Linked DNA regions of Danio rerio: region 2 is linked to region 1. Evidence: chromatin contacts called from public Hi-C data. All regions are on one chromosome and are shown on one strand. Each heading gives the region's core, a stretch centred on a gene start, on an enhancer-like site or on the middle of the called end of the contact. The rest is flanking DNA. Distances are from core to core; before and after follow the strand shown.

Region 1 (7,904 bases), core at 120-2,619:
GCAGCTGAGTCTCTGCAACTTCTGGACAGTTTAGAAAACAAACGTTTACAGGTGTGACGAGTAATACTAATACTGTTGAAGCTTTTAAACTGTAGGCCAGTGCTTATTTAAGAAGAAAAAACCCTTTTTAGGCTTTCATTGTAAAAAGAAAGGTTTGTTACTTGGTCCGAGCATTGGCGTTCTTTTAAAAGAAAAAACAAAACACAAACAGACGACCTTTTTGACTCATTGCACTGTAATCATCCTATAGAGCACATAATACTCTGCATCTTTCACATTGTCTTCTCTGTGACGTTCTACTTCTATATCCCTTCATTCTATACACAGGAAGTCATGTTTTTCCACAAGTAGTCTACAAGCTGCGTTTAGAAACGGAGACTAGGGGAACTCATGAAAAAAATGGAAAACTTCCATGTCCCTTTTTTCTTTAATACTTACTAATCTAAGAATGCATTTGTGCTGATACTAGTGATGTTGTAGTGGACGATATTGACTGTAATCGATGATGTTGACAAGCATTGCACTCGTATAAGGGCGTATATTACTGCTCTACAATAACACCGGTCCTCCACTGCTGACTGCAAAGGGAGAAAAAGAGGACGGCAGAGATTAGGGGACGCGTAGTTCCTACTTCTCCAACCTTTATTAGTTGTGCTTATGCTTATTTTTAACTTATTTATTAAAATGGCAAAGCCTTGCCTTGATCAAATCCGTGTAATGTAATGAACTACTTTCTGTGTGCGCGTGCGTGCGTGCGTGTGTGTGTCTGTCTCATGTTTGGTTTCACCAGCAAAGGGCTAAAGCACATATGCATCTCGTGTTTAATGTTTAACACTAAATGCAGTTCTAAGAGGTTAGGCGTCCACCAAGTATTCAATCAGCTGTAGTTAAAGGGATAGTACACCCATTAGTCAATAGTTCCTCAATATCATGTTCCAACATACTTTTTTGGACCACACTTAATGTCATTTAATGGACGAAGGATTATTATTTAGTGTTCCAAAGAAGTAAGCATGTGTTTAATTGATCCAACATTATTTTGGCAGAACAGTAAAGAAGATTTTAGTTGAAGCTTTGGTCCTTCAAACAAACATACATACATACAGTCAAAACAAAGTAAGACTGAATATTTCAATTTTTAAGACCTCAATGCATTGTCAGGAATCATGTGTATTACTTTTGTTTTGACTTTATTTTTCTGACTGCATTTTGTAAATCATCAAGGACTAGTTTTATCTACAGACCTTCCATAATATTCTACTGAAGAATAAAGTGAGTAGTCTTTTGGGTGAACTATCCCTTTAAGCCAGATCTTGAAGATATTAGGCTCTGTAAGTTCCTGTTACGGACCCTTACATGTGATGCTGTGTGTTTCTTCAGAGTTCCTGGTTGGTTTGTACTTCCTCAAACACTGACTTTGACCTTTTCTCTCTGTTGTGTGACATCTTTCCATCCGAACCTCATGTACATATAGATGCCAAACTGTGGTCTGTAAGGGTCAAGCTGTAATAATCAGACGCAGCAATAGATTTTAACCTGGTCTTGTTATTTATTTTAGTAGAATAACAGACAATAACTATAATAATGATAATCCACAGCCCTGTATCTTGTTCTTGAGAGGAGTATAATCAGATCGCTAACTTGTTTACCAGAATCTGGTGGCTCACTGCTATTTAAAGACTTTGTAATTCATTTCCAGAAATAAATGTTCATACTGTCCGGCTGTCTGAGTTTTCTGACTGAATATAAGCACTCGCTGTGTTTTCTGTGTTTGGGGTTTAATGTGTGTTTGAGCCTCTGGATATCAGCATCTTATCCTGTAGGTTTATCCCTGTAAGAGGATCCATCAGCAGTACATGTGCTGTGACCTAAGCCTGTTTTCCAACTTGTGTGTTGCCACGTCTGTCAGAAGGTAAACACAGCAGAATTGTGCGTTTTTGTAGCTGAAATGGCAAAAGCTTGGTGCGGCACCAAGGTCATGGGGTTTGGTTTACAGGAACAGACCTTAGTTACAATAACGAGGGGTTATTTGAGTTACTGTGGCCTTTTCGAACTGATTCAGTGTTCTCCTCTGACCTCTGGCATCCACAAAACATTTTCCACCACAGAACTGCTGCTCACTGGATATTTTCTCTCGCCCCACACACACTGTTCTCTGTAAACCCGAGTGATGGTTGTGTGTGAAAATCCCTGTAGATCAGCAGTTTCTGAAACACTCTGTTCAGCCCGTCTGGCACCAACAATCAGGCCACATTCAGAACTGCTTAAAACAAATTTCCTCCCCATTCTGATGATCGGTGAACTACAACAAATCAACTGAAGTGTTATTTTATATATCGTCACATTGGATTTATAAGGTTCTGTCTCCGTTCTGAGTGATTTTGAGATATTGAGCTTAAAAGTTTTTGCATTCAATAGCAAACAGCATGTGTGTAATATTTGTTTTTTAAATAAAAAGTCTTAAAATGTTAACAACTTAAAAAAAAAATCCCACAATGTAAATAAGTTGTCATTTAATAAGAATATGTCATTTCCCAGAGATGGGTTGCGACTGGAAGTGCATTCGCTGCGTAAAAACTTGCTGGATAAGTTGGCGGTTCATTCCGCTGTGGCGACTCCGAATTAAAAAAGGGACTAAGCCGACAAGAAAATGAATGAATGAAAGACTATGTCAAAAACTCAATTTTGACAAAAATGTCAGATAGAACCTTATAATTCTAAGGTGACCATATAAATATTGCTGATGCAAAAATGCATTTTAAATTTCACTAATAACAAACCTGGGTATAGTTAGTTTTGTCATAATTTGAATGCAGTAAATTTGTCTGCCATGGACCTCTTGTTATATAAACTGCTGTGTCATTAACTCATTATGGTGTCTGAGTATGGTGTAGCTGTTTTTGTAGCCTGTGACTTTAAATCCAAATGAGCTGCTTTCTCCCCGCACGTGTCTGCTTCTCCTGCATTATGTCAGATAAACAGCACAGTGACAGAGACAGGACTGGACGAAGCTGAAATACAGCTCATTAGTCAAAAATACCAAGTAAGTTTATTTCCTGTGTTTGTGGTGGAGTCGTGCTGATTATAGTGGTTAAGAATTACATGGTGATTTTACTGTCTTTATTACAAACTTGCTCTGTTTTAAAAATGTTTTAAAACTATATATATATATATATATATATATATATATATATATATATATATATATATATATATATATATATATATATATGTATATCCTATTTTGTCAATTAGAGTTGAAGTCAAAATTATTAGCCCCCCTTGAATTTGTTGTTCTTTATATATATATATATATATATATATATATATATATATATATATATTTCTCTAATTATGTTTAACAGAACAAGGAATTTTTCACAGTATTTCCTATGTTTTTTTTTTATTCTGGAGAAAGTCAGTAAAAAAAAAAAAAATTTTAAATACCATTTGAAGGGCAATATTATTAGCCCCCTCAAGCCTCGTTTTTTTAAAATCATTTAGTAGAAATTTGTTATTAAAACTGTTAAACAGAAATTGGGGGAAATATGCACAGGAGGGCTAATAATTCTGACTTCAACTATACTGGCTAACATATACAACATTATATATTGATCTATTTCTCTGACAAAGTATAACGTCAATACAAATAAAGGTCTTTAGAAACAATTGGTATCTCTCAAATGCTAAAAAGTACTATATTTGATATGGGTCATTCTACAGAAATGTCCACTTTTGTTAGCTAACCAGATTAATCAATTACCTTTTGACTTTGTCAAAATAAATGACTGCGTAATTTTATTTATTTGCAAAATATTTATTTGCACATTTATTTAAAGTTCAGATGTATCATTTTTGTCACTGGTGTTAGCTACTTTTTTGCCAATAATAAAGATTTTTATGAAATATTATTTCTAGATTTTTTTTAGCAGCTTAGAGAAATAATCGTAATTCACCAAATTGTGTTTTTATTTGTTCTAAACAGGGTTATTTAAAGTGTTATTTAATGATGTCAGCTCATTTACACAACAATTTGCTATAATAACAATGAAAATATTTGAAAAAAAATTGTAAATAACTAATGATGCAACCATTTGAATCCTAAACCTTGAGTGTAGTAGAATTCAATGGATGTAAAAGTATTTTCTTTATTCATGTGACGGGGCAAAACAGGCAAACACAGCAACACAAAAAATCATCAGTGGGAAACAATGATCCACAGGGGTGTAAACCAGAAGAAAAGCACTCTGTAAAAAAAGTTGACTCAACTTAAAGTTTTAAAGCAACAAACTTTAGAACATTTTGAGTATACTCAACTTAAATATAGTCAAGGGAGGTAATTGGGTTGAAAGTTGAGTCAATTTCTTTTTTTTTTACAGTGCAACACCAGTGATACACGTGACAAGTTTTATGAAAAATGTATTTTACAGAATGTCTGCAACAAGGTATCTGACCACATTGACAAAATGACATACTAAATTAAGAATTTATTTTTTTTAATTCGAGTTTTTTTTCACCCTAACATTAAAATAGGTCACACCAGTGACTCCAACTAAAAGCTTAAGATATCATGCGATATGATGAAATGTGACTATTTTTTTGGGACTTTGGTGATTGCAATTACAATGGGCATTTCTTAAAGATCTTCCGAAAATATGAAGAAAAAAAGTGGAACTTTTTGTAATTAACAAACAAATATTGCCACGAAAGGTTGTTCAAATAATCTGTTGTTTCATTTTTAGATATAAAGAAAATGTAAACCTAAAGAGTTTTTCAAGACTAATATTTCTCTCAAGGCTAGAGACAGAACAGTTTCTGGCATTTCAGTAACTTAGAGCTGGCATTTCTGTAGAAAGCTACGCTTCAAATTATATCAGGGGAAATAAAGCATAGATGTAACCTTTAAAGTGAACAGCCATTTTTCTGTTGATTAAAACAAATCACTTTAAAATACATCTTAACAATATAAACAAAAAATAAATTACCACGATTTTACGAATAGCGACTACAACAACGACGAGAAAAACTACGCCAAACTAGTTTATGAGTAGTGACGTTAATGCATTAGGCACTTTAACTGAACGGTCAGTTGCTCTAAACATACAGCAAATATTAAACAATAAACAATATCAAGTCGTCACAGGTTTCCACTAAGGAAAAAACACCTGCATTTTGCCCATTGCGCACGTGGCGCCGTGGCTTAGTTGGTCAAAGCGCCTGTCTAGTAAACAGGAGATCCTGGGTTCGAATCCCAGCGGTGCCTTTTGAGTCTGTCTGCCCTTCACATTGCACGTCCTGATATTGCAGACAGATTTCTAGTAAAGAAGAGCAATAGTAAAAAAATATTACTGTAATGTAGTAATGAAGGGGCACGTTCTGATATTGCAGAGTTTTAAGTGTTCCAGGGATAACAAGGGTGGAGCTTATAATACAATGTTTTAACCAATCGATACAATGTTTCAACCAATAAGACGCGAGTGCGTATGGTCACGTAACGCTTCAGCGCAAATTTAGGCGCCATCTTTTATATCCCATCGCATCGCTATATGTGGAGGTTAGTCAATTTCCTCAATATTTGCATGTAAGACTATTCATTACTCAATATAAGATATTGGTTGTGATTTCATAATAGTTCGGTAAAATCCTCAAATAAGACATAAATCGTTTGAAACCCTCATTATTGATGCTGTTATAAGCGTCATCAGACCAGGGGTGAGAGACGCTTTTTCCTGTGATCTATTATTATCAACAATAATATAATCATAATGATTATAGGCTAAAAATAATATTGAAATGTTTTGTATAACAAAATTATTTTAAAAATATTTTTTCTTTATAGTTCCATCTTTCTTTTTATAGCTCATGTAATATTAGACAGACACACTCGATCACCGTATAATAATAATAATTCTAAAAACAATAATATAAAACATTAGTTTAATAATAATGATAATAATAATAATATTATTATTATTAATAATAATAATAATAATAATAAACAGGAACAATGAACATATTTTGTCTTAGCACAGGGACATCATTCATTAAATACAATGATAATAATATATAAATAATAATAATGATAAATAGGCTAATAATAATAAAAATGAAATATCTTGTTAGCCCAGGGCGATTATTTATTGTGGACCATATAACATAAAACCAGCAATAACTGATTATTGCATTACAAGAACAACAATAATAAAGATTACAATAATAATAATAATAATAAGACTAAGAAGAAGAAGAAAAAGAAAGAGAAAAAGAAGAAGAAGGATTAAAAAAAAAATGATGATAACCACAGGCTTATAATAATCATAATGGAAAGTTTTTTTTTTTTTAGCCCTGGGCCATCATTTATTATATACTATAATAATAATATTATATGTAAATAATAATAATATTGAGCTAATAATAATACTAAGATTCTAGGAAGAAGAAGATTTTGATAATAATAATAATAATAATAATAATAATAATAATAATAATAATAATAATAATAACAGGCTTATAATAATAATTTAACATTTTTTGTTAGCACTAGACCATCATTCATTATAACAACAAAAATAATAATATATAAATAATAGTAATAATTTATAAATAATAATGATAATATCAGGCTAATAATAATAATAATAATTATTATGTATAAATAGTGATGAAAGTAATAGGTTAATAATAATAATAATATCATGCTGGTATACAAGGAAGGTTATCGTTTTATCAGTTTTATTGAAACAAAGTCTCTTAAAGTGATGAAGTGGTGTCAATGCTGTTAGTGATCTTTAACAGCATAGTAATGTAAACATCTGATGTTAGCGATCTCATTTATAGTTCGTTCGTAGGAACATCAGCAGGTGAGTATACAGACACACAGTTCAGGTTAATGGCAGATCTTCTAAACACCATATAAGTGTAAGCACCTCCATTGATCAGTGTGAAGGATACAAAGGCACATAAGGAACATTCGTGGGTGAGTACGCAAACACACAGTTTATCAGATAACTGGCAGATCTTCTAGTAAACACCATATAAGAATTGTCACTTTTTTTGATGAGTGATGGATTCGAAGACACATAAGGAACATCCATGGAAGCAGAGGACAACCATCCGACTTTAATATGCCTATGCTCAGCCGATGACTAAGAGGAGTTGAGCTTATGTAGTGTCCTTTGATGATGGGGAACAGGTGCAATTGATTAGAAGGCCGGTGAGGGTTCACGGGATTGGATGGAGGTGGGTTTTGAGGGAGAGCAATGATTCGGTGAGCAGGAATGAGCTGGGGATGTGATAAATAATGAAATATCTTGTAAGCCCAGGAGCATCATTCATTATAGACCATATAATATTTAGGGATGTCCCGATCCGATCTTGATATCGGAAATAGGTCCGATATCAGTCCAAAAAACTATATCAGACTGTGTTAAAAATCTCCATTATAAGCAGTCCGATGAGCTCTAAATTCCGTTACAGCTATTTTATCCAGCAGTGTCTGGAGCCAGCGTGCAAAGCCCACTTAATCACGACACTGCTTGCTAGCAAAGTCTCTTTAAGATTTAACATGCTCTTTACACTAAATTACGGTGTATTACGATAGAAATCTATTGTGACACTGACGCTATCAACAACGGCACTTTTCTAACATTACTGGTTTATTTACTTCACGTCAAGCGATCTTTACATTGTTTTGTATACGCTGCTACGCAATGCAAGGCACCGAATGGCGACGTAGCGCACATCGTGCGAGCCTATATTTGGTCATGGCATGTCGTGGGGTGGTACCTAATTCAACACCAGCACTTCCCACACAAGACTTTACCTCAGCGGCCCGGTTTTTTGTGCATGAGAATACTACGCCACAGACTCACATACTCTGCTGCTGCAGACCCAGGGCCGGATTA
Region 2 (7,525 bases), core at 1,949-4,448, 59 kb before region 1:
AAAGATGCATACCTGACTTCAAAATATACATAACATGGAGCGTTAGAGCTTCCATGTTATGGGCTGATCTGAATAGCAGGATCGCACCAACATTTTTCAATCCTTCCCTTAGGTAGAAAACCCAAGAATCCTCTCAAGGAAAGGGGTATGTGAATAACAAAAGGCATTTGCATTTAGTGGAAGCGTTTCTGCCTATAGAAAAAGCACACCCTTCACAGTGGTTCAAAAGATACCTGAAGTTATATATTTACTGTTTTGATTATGTCTGTTTCTGAGAGAATATGACCATTGTACCAGTCACACTGAGACATTTTAAATGATATCAAACATGATAGATGAAGTCACTTGGGTTGATTTCGAACATTCAGACTTTGAAATGACCATACTGTGTGAGTTGGGGTGGTTAAACAAAAGGGGTTTCAGGGGATTCAAATGTAAATGGAGGAAATAAGGGGAGCTGGCTTTTCCTGCATTCCCACCTGCTGGGTTGTGGAGCTGATTGTCTCTGTTTTCGGCTCATATTTGAATTTTCAAAAGACATCAAAGTATTTGTGATATCTCATGCCTTACAATTGGACTCAATGTTTCTCAATATTTGGAATCACTTAAGGAGGAGTAAAGTGAACTCTCCATTTAAAACTAAAGCTGCATTCATTTGATTAAAACACAGCAGGAACTGTTCTCTTGTGAACTTTCATTTATGATGCTTTACATTTTAACAATTAAAAATGTAACTCATGTGGAGGCAAAGATGAATTTTCAGATGGCATTAGGCCAGTTTGCAGTCTCATATAATAACAAGGGTTTTCAACATTCAGTTGTCATCACAGGAATTACTATTTTAAAGTGGTTTACCACATTTATCAGATAAGTGTAAATACATTTTAAAAAGGCGAAAACGCTAAAACACCTAAAAGGGTTCCAGTCAGGATGAAGGACTGGTGTGCTCAAAACATTAACCATTTAGATTTTTTTTAAGTAAATTAATGTGAAGTGTTTGGTGTCATCGCCTATTCGAATATACACTATTTTATTTAACATTGGCCAATATATCAGGAACACCTTACTCGTAAAGACTTGGACCTTTTGCCTTCAGAACTGCTTAAACCTTCATGGCATATTCAACATGGGACTAGAAATAATCCTTAGAGAGTTAATCGATATTGACATGATAGCATCACGCAGTTGCTACAGATTTGTCAACTACACATCCATGATGTGAATCTCCCATTCCACCACATCCCAAAGGTGCTCTATTTTTTTTTAAGGTCTGGTGACTGTGGAGGCCATTTGAGTACAGTGAACTTATTGTCATGTTCAAGAAACCAATCTGAAATATTTTGCTCTATATGACATGGTGCGTTATCTTGCAGGAGGTAGCCATTAGAAGATGGGTACACTGTGGTCATAAAGGGCCTACTCACACTATGCTATCTGAGCCGTGTCCAGGCCTGTTTCCCGGATCGTTTGAGAAGTGTGAGTGCGCTGAATGTGGTTCACTTGGTCTTTGGTGTGGTACGCTTGTAGTGTGAGTGCAAAACGCGCAAAAGCCCGAAACTGAAAGAGAGACGTGACTTTTAAGGGACTGTTTCATATGGATTTATTAATCAATCTTACTGTTCAATGAACCAAAGCTGTCGTAGTTTATTAAAGATGCAAACCCCTCACTGCACAACAGCTGCTCACCTTAAGCAAACCTAATTCCTGCAGCACGAGGGCTTTATGATTGTTTTTGAGCGCCAAACATGGCGGATCTGTGGTGTTGACACAATGATCACTTGCTATCAATGAAAATATCCCCCACACCATTACACAAGCACCACCAGCCTGAAACGCTGATACAAGACAGGATGGATCCATGTTTTCATGATGCTGATGCCAAATTCTGACCCTACCATCTGAATGTCGCAGCAGAAATCGAGACTCATCAGACCAAACAACATTTTTCCTCTATTATCCACTTTTGGTGAGCCTATGTGAATCTCATCTCATTTTCTTGTCGGCTTAGTCCCTTTATTAATCCAGGGTCGCCACAGCGGAATAAATTGCCAACTTATCCAGCACATTTTTATGCAGCGGATGATCTTCCAGCCGCAACCCATCTCTGGGAAACATCCACACACACACTCATACACTATGGACGATTTTGCCTACCCAATTGACCTGTACTGCATGTCTTTGGACTGTGGGGGAAACCGGAGCACCCGGAGGAAACCCACGCGAACGCATGGAGAACATGCAAACTCCACACAGAAACGAGGATCGGACCAGCGACCTAGTGACCTTCTTGCGGTGAGGCGACAGCACTACCTACTGCGTCACAGCTTCGCCCACCTGTGTGAATTGTAGTCTCATTTTCCTGTTCTTTGCTGACAGGAGTGGCACCCAATGTGGTCTTCTGCTGCTGTAGCCCATCCGCCTCAAGGTTGGGCGTGTTGTGCATTCAGAGATGCTCTTCTTCATACTTTTTTGTAACGAGTATTTATTTGAGTTACTGTTGTCTTTCTATTAGCTGGAACCAGTCTGGCCATTCTCCTCTGACATCTGGCATCAACAAGGCATTTGCGCCCACAGAACTGCTGCTCTCTGGATATTTTATCTTTTTTTGACCATTCTCTGCTGAGATGGTTGTGTGTGAAAATCCAAGTAGATCAAGTTTCTGAAATACTCAGACCAGCCCGTCTGGCACAAATAATCATGCCACGCTCAAAGTTACATAAATCATCTTTCTTCTCCATTCTGATGCTCAGTTTTGACCTGCAGCAGATTGTCTTGATCATGTCTACATGCCTAAATGCATTGAGTTGCTGCCATGTGATTGGATGATTAGAAATTTACAGTACTGAGCAGTTAGATAGGTGTACCTAATAAAGTGGCCGGCGAGTGTATTTGCGTATTTTTGGATTGGCTGAGCAGCCAGTTGCGATGTACATGCTTTTGTTAAATTTTAGATTATCAAATAAATGTAACCAGAATGAACACAAGAGCCTTAATAAACATGTATTTTGAAGGTCAAATATGGACATATAAATTATAAAACGCACCCACATGCGGTACATCTAGAAGAAAACACACGTGCGTGTTAGCAGTTGTGTAACGACTGTAATTATCATTCCTGTTGGGTCTGCAAGTAGGGAGGGACTCGGCTTTGGGGGGCTCAGTTTGAGGATAAAAAGGGGCTGCCATTCGTCTCCTCCACACACCCGACTCTGCCTTGTGAACTGCAAACAGAGAGAGAAGCAACACTTCTGCAAACATGACGAGTGTCGTAGTAAAGATGCTGTGCCTTCTGCTCTGCGCAGTTTTCGCCTCGGCTGATGTCATGCCCATGACTGACTTCGACCTGCAAAAGGTAAATTCCTCAAATATACGAGCATTTACACCATGCGTTAAACTGAAGGGCACTAAGTGAGATAATTGCGCTAACAAATTTTCTTCAGGTGGAAGGAAAGTGGTATCTCGTTGGCTTTGCTACAAACGCAAAATGGTTTGCAAGTAAAAAGGTTGACATGAAGATGGGAACTGCCATGCTGGTGCCCACCGAAGAGGGAGACCTTGAACTCAATTGCTATAAACCAAAGTATGCAAACAAGCTTCATTGGTGCCAAAGGAAATAGTTTTGATGCATTACCTTTTGATCAATACCTTCGGTAATTTGTTTTTTAGGAGTGATGGTACCTGCTGGAAAATGACGAACCTCGCCAAGAAAACCGAGACTCCTGGAAGATTTGTCTTCTACAGCCAGCGTAAGATTGTTTTTTTCTTATTTTTTCATCTAATAGTTAACATGCTTTATCTGGGCTAAAATACGAATGCAAATTTTTTTTCAGGTTGGAAAAATGACAATGATTTGCGCGTGGTTGATGCCACATTTGACAAGTACGCTGTTATTCATGTCATCAAAACCAAAGCAGGAGAATCTGATGTCCTCAACAAACTCCTCAGTAAGGACATCTTTTGTAGACAATACAAGTAGCCGCTTAACCTTAATGTTGACAATGTTTTCCCTTACAAAAATCAACCATAGTAAATGAACCATGGTTTTATTAAAAAAGGCTAGTCTGGAGTAAAACCATGGTAACAAAAAATCTATCATGGTTGTGCTACCATAATTTAAGAAAAAAATATTAAAAAATCAGTCATGCCTCTAACCAAGTTATTTAAAAAATTTGAAGTTATTACAAAAACTGAGATTCCCTTGGGATTTTTGTCACAGGTCGCACTCCAGAAATTGCTGATGACTTGAAGGAGAAGTTCAGGCAGTTCTGTCGGGACACTGGCATTCTTGATGAAAACATTCTCATACTTCCACCAGGCGGTTTGTTTTATGATTTTTCATGGGGAAAAAAATGTTATTTTAAAAAAACTGACAATGTGTTGAAAGAAACATCATTTATAAATAACTTTCTAACATAAACTTGTGTTCTACAGGAGAATGCTCAGTTGCCGCATAATCACCTCATCAAGCGAAGACAAAGACAGCTTCAGCCGGTCCACTCATTTCAGACAAAAACAGATCTGAATTTACTGTCGGCTTGGTTTTGGTCTCTTTCACTTTGTATGAAAACATTCTTTGTGCCTTGAACAGTCATGGTGTGCTCATATTGATTGACCAGTTTGCAACTACAGAGTAATCAAAAGCAGAGGTGAGAGAAGTATTTCCTTACCAAAACTCAGTTTTTCATGTTCTAGACCATAAGTGCCAATGCTAGCTAACAAGTCTGATCACCATTATGGCACACCACCTGTAAGACTTTTATAAGCTGTTTCATTTGATTAGATTTTTTAGAATTTACGGTCGGCTTGGTTTTGGTCTCTTTCACATTATATTGTTTTTATTTGTGCCTTAAACAGTCTGCACAATCTCAAGCAAAGGGAAGAGAATCACAAAGTATTTTTTACACCAAAATGATGCGTTTTTAACTCAATTCTTAATGATGTATCATGTTTAGAGGTGCCACTGTTGGCTAACATGTCTGATCACCATTATGGCACACCACCTGTAAGAATAACTTCTTTTTTCTCTTTGTTGGTTTTGTTTGCTGCCGATGGATTAAATAGGTTGGCAAAAAACTAATGTGTGAGTGTGTGTGTGTGTCATTCATGCTCAATTTTATAATGAAAAGCAAACACCTTGGACACAAAATACTGTTTATTACTTCTGTATTTACAAATATTTCATATACACATAACATAACCTCTTTTAGAATCTGTTTATTCCAAATTATACATTTTCTGGATCTGTGTAAAAAATAAAATTTACCCTAAATTTCTTCATAATAACAATAATAATAATATTTATTTGAGGGTGAGTTTTACAACAAACAGACCAAAAGCCAAATGGCCACATTCGAGGAGTACACAAACATACAAGCATCTAAATTAAAACAAATTTAGATTTCAGTCTGATGTAATGACGGCACACTCTGATCAAAGCTTGTTATATTACCAAGAAAACCTAAATTACATTCAAGTCCAGACAGCTGTTATTGGTAAATGAATGTGGCAGCACGGTTTGGTTTTAGAACCCAAATTAAAGCCTATATCAGCCATTTGCTCTCAAGTGACAACACTTTTCCAGCAGCCAGGGCATGAGGTGATTATTTCTAATTAGTTTTCATTAGACATTCTGCACATCTGAAGCTAAACATAAAGCATTAGCACCATCGTTTAACGACAATAGACTTTTTCAAGCCCATTCTCAAAACTTGTACTAGTAAACGCATGTGCACATTCACGCCACAATCATCAAAGCTGTTCACACACAGTTTGTGTAACATGCAATGCAGGAGTCATAATTCAAATGTATCACCAGATGCTCAATATCAACATGTAATGCCATCCACACTTGATTTAATATGCAAGATTATCTAGAGGTGCATTTACCCTACAGCTGGTCACAACAATGGTTAGCTTTTTATTCTTCAGGATCTAAAGAAAGGTTCATGAATCTTCGAAACATTCACTTGAACATTATAGAGGGGTAATCAGACACATTAGATGGTCCATTTACTCCCGCTTTCATTCTTTCTATACCATCTGCAATCTGAAAAAGCTCAACCAGACTTCGCTTTCAGCCAAAAAGGCCACAGCTATATCAGAATGAACCTTTTCCTGATTGGAGATAGTATGGCAGGTCACATGGTAGGCATTAGGTCTTTATGATGCCTCATGATGTGCTGATTCTTCTCGGATGGTCTTCTGAAACCTTTCGAGCAGAAGTCACAACGGTGAGGATAGTCTTTGGTGTGAATGGAGATCACGTGCCTTTTGAAACCAGACGCGTCGCCTGTGCTGTAGTCACAATACTGGCATTGGTACACCCTTCGCTCCCGGTGACCCTTCGACAAACCGGCACCCCCCAATATTTTCTTACCTCCATGAGCTCCGAGTCCAAACGTCTTCTTAAGACCCTTTTTATCAGGAAATGCCTGTTGCTCCTTGGTGTGCACCGACAAAATGTGCCGACTGAGAACAAATGGATCTGCGATCTTGAAATTGCAATGCCTGCATTGGTGCAACTTCTTAGCCTTATGGGCGGCCGAGTGTTTCTTGAGCTCGGACGGCCGGTGGAAGCCTTTGCCGCAGACTTCACATTTATGTGGATAGTCTTTGGTGTGAACTGAAATAATGTGGCGCTTCAGGTCACTGGAGTTCGAGCTTTTATGGTCACAGTGGGTGCACTGGTGCGTTTTGGCTTCCTCGTGCGTTAAGCTGTGCTGTAGAAGCTCCTCTGGTTCAGCGAATGTCTGGAAACATCGGTCACACTTGTAGGGCATTTCTTTGCTATGTTTGGTTTTAACGTGCGTCTTTAAATTGGACGAATCGGCTGATTTGTAGTCGCAGTAAAGGCATGAGTACGGTTTTTCACCGGTGTGTGTTCTCATGTGTTTCTTCAGCTCTGAAGGATGCCGAAAACCTTTCCCACACTCTACGCAAATATGCGGGAAGTTCTTGCTGTGAACGGCGAGCAGGTGCCGGTTGAGGAGTCCTTGTTCTGCAGTCTCGTATTCGCAGAACTTGCACTTGTGCATTTTGGTGGTTGGTGGTGAGATCTGAAGCTTGGCTTCTCTGTGGTGGTGCTGCAGACGATGGGAGAACAGCGCAGCCTGCTGGTGAAACTCTTTCCCACACACTTCACACTCAAATGGGGCTTTACTACTGAGAGTGTGGATCTCCATGTGGTTGTGGAGACTGACTTTTTTGTTAGTGGTAAAGTCACAGTCTGTGCACTGGTATTTCTTTCGGTTGACGACATCCTGGTGGTGGTTCTTGGTGTGGCGCTTGAGGAAACCACGTGACTTGAATTTCTTGCCGCAGAGCATACAAGGGTACACTGTAAGAGGCTGGCCGTAAGGCCCGATGATGATTGCTGAAGTTGAAAAAGTAAACAAAAATGAATGCAATATATTTTAGCACTGAGAAAGATTGAGGTTGGAAAGAGTCTTTAAGTAAGCTGCTTTCATTTGGTCAAAAAATGTAAAACTCTACAATCTTGAAATGTTATTTAGAATAAATACTTTTA

Evidence for each region. A called contact is a pair of places that touch in the nucleus more often than the background predicts.
Region 2: a contact with region 1 is called in a Hi-C map of embryo, with 1.9 times the contacts expected there. The contact joins the promoter of ptgdsb.2 here to the enhancer-like site in region 1. A contact is called at or near these places in 2 of 18 Hi-C or Micro-C datasets (caudal fin and embryo).

What each region holds. Positions count from the first base shown.
Region 1 is chr24:20,827,621-20,835,524 of GRCz12tu, reverse strand. klhl15 (kelch-like family member 15) reads left to right here. Exons shown (of 4, transcript NM_001003580.2): 4 at 1-709. The coding sequence ends at 8. trnat-agu (transfer RNA threonine (anticodon AGU)) reads left to right here and starts at 5,190; the gene lies at 5,190-5,263. Within about 2 kb of position 1,369, at least 7 of the 62 cell types and tissues checked have an H3K27ac peak or open chromatin away from gene starts, as enhancers often do.
Region 2 is chr24:20,888,676-20,896,200 of GRCz12tu, reverse strand. ptgdsb.2 (prostaglandin D2 synthase b, tandem duplicate 2) reads left to right here and starts at 3,198. Exons shown (of 6, transcript NM_001045413.1): 1 at 3,198-3,352; 2 at 3,441-3,580; 3 at 3,667-3,746; 4 at 3,831-3,944; 5 at 4,217-4,318; 6 at 4,432-5,077. The coding sequence starts at 3,257. The coding sequence ends at 4,454. It overlaps zfx (zinc finger protein X-linked), which reads right to left. Exons shown (of 8, transcript XM_683750.10): 8 at 5,135-7,372. The coding sequence ends at 6,138.